Regions from separate parts of the Columba livia genome. Here region 2 is linked to region 1. The links are chromatin contacts, called in public Hi-C maps. All regions are on one chromosome and are shown on one strand. Each heading gives the region's core, a stretch centred on a gene start, on an enhancer-like site or on the middle of the called end of the contact. The rest is flanking DNA. Distances are from core to core; before and after follow the strand shown.

Region 1 (2,700 bases), core at 105-2,604:
CATGGAAACAAGAGCTGATGTCTAAGCTCTTCTGTGGGCAAGGGTGAAAGCATCTGGTCACAGTTCAAGTCTGATGCTGTAAACTAGTCCAGCTGCCAGTCACAGTTATGGAAATTTGCGTCAATGCATCTATTGACTATTCTCCTCGGGGAATCTGGGTGCAAAAGGCAGCATGGATCAGGGGCAGATGTTGGCCTGTGCAAGTCTCCTGTTCTTTGCTACAGCTGCTTTCTCCTCATAGGGTTTGAACATGGCTCTCATCTGTGATGTATATTTGTATAGGACAGGCAGCAATCTTCCCATACTGTTCTGAAGGAATTTATCTGCATTTCAAACAGAGGTTTCAGGGTGGTTTTTAAGCTTCCAAAGATATTTAATCTTTCCAATGTGTCAGCTTTTACACAAACAAATACAAGCAGCCTGCTTTGTGTGACACGTGTTGCCTGGTCTCTGAACAGTAATAAACCAGTAGGGCTGTGGATTGAAAATTATGGCATTCGCCATGAAGTTACAGCTGGGAATAATTGTGCATGTCTTTCCAGCCACTTGTTTTATTAAAAAGTCATCTCAATCAGGACTTCATGACCAAGCCCACTGGTCATACAAAACATACAAAACATACAAAACAAAACGCCTGTACAAACCTGGGTTCTCTTGCTTTAATGAAAAGCTCTTGATGGCTTTATTTAGGTAGCAGTAGAAATTTATTCCTTCAGCTGTTTTATTCATCTTCCCTAGCTGTGATCTTTTTAATTTTTATTTATTTGATTTTTTTCTAATTTCCCTTTTAGCTGGTTTACATGCAATGCTAAAACATCCCTTTGGTGCAGGGTTGTGCCTGTTCTGAGCATCATTCTGCTGGGGTACCACAATCCACCACCCAGATCCACACCAGACCTCGTGGCAGGAGGAGCAGCAGCATAGGCATCTCCACTACTGTCATAAAACCAATTCAAAAGATGTTTAAGTAGAGCCCCAAGTGTTTTGCACAATGGCAGCTTTGTTAGTGATGATACAATGATGGAAGGAAGACTTGTGCTACTGTAGAAGATAAGTGGCTGCAATAGGCATGGAAGGAATTAAGTCTTTCTTCTGCCCTTTCTCATGCAAGCGCTGAACATGCAGAGCAGGGACTTTACAACTTGCATGGTAGCTTGTGTCAACGGGATTATTAAATACCAGCTTCTTCTGTAGGGAGGGGGAGCAGAGGAGCTGCGTGCATTTGGTATTTGCAGTGGTCTTCTGCGTCCATGTTCTTCTCCACAATGCGATTTTATGTCTCTCTGCTTAATTTTCAGCTCATCAAAGCAGGGTCATGATGGTTCTGTTTGTCCTGGAGATGGAGTGGCTGCTGAGCACTGGGCAAGACAAGCACTTCACGTGGCACTGTTCAGAGAGCGGCCAGCGGCTGGGAGGTTACCGCACCAGCGCCGGGGCCTGCGGCCTGCAGTATCCTCTGACGAGCTCTGGGTTTTGCTTCTGTTTTTTGGCACTTAATGAGCCTTTTTGGTGTATTTTTCTATTTGTCTTCCAGATTTTGTTTCCTGTATAGGTACAGTGCTTTGTGAGAGAAACAGTGATTTAAAGCCAATTTTAAAAACTGTCTGTTCTCCTTGCTTTGTATCCTTAACGCATGGTGGCATATTTAGGTCTAACCATTTTTGAGCAAAACAAAGGGCAATCTGCAACCTATTGTGGTCTGCTTTTGTAATAAATATGGACAGAGCCTTCATTTAAACATGCAGCACATGCTTTTTTCTAAGAATTAACGGTAGCAAAGTAGGTCAGTGATCAGGTCAGCGTGCCTTTGTGTATGCATGGTAAAAATTAAATTACTTTAATATAAAATAATGAGCGCTTGTCCTTCACTCTGGAACAACGCACTATATATTGGGAATTTGGGTTAACTAACGAGTAAATGGCTCCAGAAATGGCACTCAAGTGGCTTATTCACCTAGAGCTGCCCCAGCTGCCTGGCAATAAAAGAAATATTAATTCAGCTTTATTGCAAATGAAAAGGGAAGTGGAAAAGTATGAGCTCTTAGGCTGAAACCAGGGGTTAGCATAAACAGACTTTTTAGTGCCCCTTAGCATATGTGGTATAGATGATGGGTGTTTTGCTAGTTCATGGGAAGTGACCCAGAATTACTGTCTGAACATGGACTTGCTTTATATTGTCTGGTCATTCAGCCAATTTAAAAAGCATTAAGACTAAACTTATATTTTAATTAAGTGATAAATAATTTTGAAAGTGTGATGCAGTAATTTGACCTCTATTTCTTAAAACTCTCTAGAGAACAGACCATTTTGAGTGATTCAAAATTTTGGAGGGCACTTTAATTTGGGTCATCAGATCATACTGTTGGAGGGCAGGGGAATGGAGAATCACTGACAAATATTGCACATATCTTGGCAGAACCAGGAACGTGTTTTGTTTCCCTCAATGTTCTGTATGCATAAAATCAGTGCTAAGCAGTTGTACCTTAAATATCCAGTATGGACTCTGAATGTGGAATTAAATTGGATGAAGAGGTCAGAATCTGTCCGGATAGGTGGTTCCAGAATGGGTCCAAATTTCATTCAGGTTAGGGTATGTTGGGTGATGTACCTGACATAGCTGACACTTCCCCAAATACAACATAAATGAATACCCTGTCATCGTATTTGTAAACTTAACTATAATGAAGAAACAGATAACTA
Region 2 (2,700 bases), core at 92-2,591, 54 kb before region 1:
ATCTCCAAAGTTTAGTCAAGTGAAGCTTGTATGTCTTGCTGTGGTCCTGCAGATACTGCTTGGTTATTTAGCATAACACAGATTACTAAACATTATGAAAGTTTAGTTTCTGCCCCAAATAATTTCCTATATCTTTCTTCTGTTGCCTCTGTTATACTACATAGGCAACGTAAGTGCCAAGCAGGCCATCAGGATTTGTTCTGTTGCTGTGTGTTACCCCCAGAGAAAAAGTGAACTCTTGATCTTTGAGTTTTTTGTACCTGAACTCTTCCAAAGTTTCCTCAGTTTTCTGCTGATGGGCAGGAGCTCTGATTTTTTTCACAGAGAACTGCTGTGGATAAAATTAAAGTTACAGCTGAAATAATGCTTTCCTGTCAGCTGACAGTTTCTCCAACGTAGGACAACAGCTCAGACATTGAGCATGGTTTTCCAGAATCTTTTGAGAGAGATCATGAAAGTTTGGCACACGCCTCCGGAAGAAGCGCTTTCTCACTGGCTTTAGCACAGAGCTTTGGGCAAGTTATCTGGTCTTCTTGGACCTCAACAAATCCGCCAGGAAAAGTGAGCGAAAAGTGAGCGAAAAGTAGCTTCTTGTTGGATGTGAGCTGCTGGAAGCCTGTTGCATTTATTTCCCTTAGGAATAAACTCCCTGATGGTGGATTTCTGCCGCTGGGCCACAAACCCGCTGCCATGCCCTGCCGGCCGCAAGGCTCGTGCTCGCCGCTACCTCTGCCCGGGCTGCCCCCGCCTTTTATTTCACCAATTTTCAACCCTGAATACCAAAAGTCACGTAGAAATTGTTCAATTACGTAAACGTTGTGTGATGCAGACAACAACACATGAAGTTTAACACGAGGTCCTGCTGCTTAATGCAGCAGCAGAAATCCCCTTTTAACATCACCTGCTGACCTTCAGCGCCAAGGTAAACCCAGATAGGAAAAAGTAATGTAAACAGAGGGAAGCGATCGCCCCGTTTAATCTTTACCCCCGCCTCTTTATTTCGCAGAAGGGTTCACGGCGATGTCACCACGGCACGGACAGCGCAACAGCCCACCCGTGCCAACAGAGGAGCACCGGCCACCCCTCAGAGCCGGGATGCGTTTACCCGGCTGCCCCCTGAGGCGTGCCCCCGCTCGGCCCGGACAGCCCGCGCCCCTGGGAAGGCAGCCATGGGAGGAGATGCGTGTTTAAACCACTGTCCGCCCAAAGGTTTCCCTCCGCAAAGGCGCGGCGCAGCACCCCAACACTTCGAGATGGCGGCGGGCGGCCGCCATTTTCCCCTACTCAGACCGCCCCGCCCCGCCCGGCCCGGCACAGCCCGGCTCGGGGGCGGTGCCGCCGCCGCCGCCGCGTTGGTTCCTGCGCCCCAGGGAGCCGGCGGCGAAGCCGGCTCCGGCAAGTCCCTCCTCCGCCTCGGCAGTGCGGGCCGCCTCCTCCGGCCGCAGCCTCCTCCGGCCGCAGCGGCGGTGCCCGCCGGCCCCGTGGCGCCCATGGCGGCGGAGCCTCAGCCCAAGGCGCTGACACGCAAGCCCCTCCTGCTCAACAAAGTGGAGGGCTCGCAGGAGGTGGTGAACATGGCAGCGATAGTACCCAAGGAGGACGGGGTCATCAGCGTCTCCGAGGACAGGTACCGGGGAGGGGATGTCCACAGGTCCTGCGGGGCCGTGGCCTGTCGCGTCCCCCATCACTTGCCGGTGATGGTTGCGGACCAGGGTCCTGGTCCATCACTGCTAGCATCACCGACGAGTGCTGGTGGGACGTGACAGGTCCTGCGATGGTGGTTTATCTCCATCACTGGCGAGTGATGCTGGTGACACACCGTCACTGATGTGACTGTGGACTCCACCAGCGGTGTCCGGGCAAGCGCCGGGGCCGTGGTGGTCCAGCATGGGGACACGGCTTTAGGCAGCCACACCTGGTCCTGCTGGGGAAGGAGTGTGGGGCAGGGGGTCTCCAGCTTGTTGTCCATGTCCTCCTCCACCGCCGTGTTGGTCAGGGCAATGAGTGGGCTGCTGTGCTGCGGAAACTTGCAGGACTTGAGTGACTTTTCTTCATGTGGGTAAAATGGGGCTTGAGATCGCTTTCATCACCAGGATTTCTGGGGAGGCTGTGGAGATTTTTGACCTTGCCTAGAGATTGCGGTGGCATTGGCTAAAACAGTAGTTTTGGTTCCGGTTTCCCCTCTCCAAACGTTTCTTGGTAATTGTTTAAAAATACCGTGTATCAGTGATAAGATCTTGGAGTTAAATCCCGTGTTGTAAAGCTGCCAAAGAGGAGAATGTTTTCTGGCCATTTAGTGGTTTAGTGCGGGGTCTGAGGCTGCCCAGAGGCAGCTTTGGCTCTTCTGAAAGAGCTCAAACTTAATTCAGCCCTGCAGCTGGAGCTTCAAAACTCCATCCTGAAGGTGTGTGGTGGAGAATATTAACTCTATCCCAGCCGAAACCAGGACAAGGTGCCCGCCTTTAAATTAAGAGCACATTTTGCTTCTGCCATACCTTAATAATTATTTCAAGTACGGTTTCTTTGCAACTCTGGTGCATAGTGTGTAACTTGTGACCCTAGCTTGAAAGACAAATGTTGACCAGTGTGTGATGATGTTTTGATTCTCAAGGGGGTTTTTGGTGGGCTGGTTTTCTTGGATGCCTGCTATCTCGTCGAGTATTTGCTTATACGTCTCCGCTAGCTTTCACAAAACTGACA

Evidence for each region. Hi-C and Micro-C count contacts between places; a contact is called where the count stands out from the background.
Region 2: a contact with region 1 is called in a Hi-C map of crop, with 4 times the contacts expected there. The contact joins the promoter of WDFY2 here to the enhancer-like site in region 1. A contact is called at or near these places in 2 of 2 Hi-C or Micro-C datasets (crop and liver).

Annotation. Positions count from the first base shown.
Region 1 is chr1:29,849,660-29,852,359 of bColLiv1.pat.W.v2, reverse strand. It overlaps WDFY2 (WD repeat and FYVE domain containing 2), which reads left to right. Exons shown (of 12, transcript XM_065052969.1): 5 at 1,299-1,449. Among named protein-coding and RNA genes, the nearest start is that of DHRS12, 48 kb to the right of the region's middle. Within about 2 kb of position 1,354, at least 1 of the 3 cell types and tissues checked has an H3K27ac peak away from gene starts, as active enhancers do.
Region 2 is chr1:29,904,000-29,906,699 of bColLiv1.pat.W.v2, reverse strand. WDFY2 (WD repeat and FYVE domain containing 2) reads left to right here and starts at 1,341. Exons shown (of 12, transcript XM_065052969.1): 1 at 1,341-1,627. The coding sequence starts at 1,491.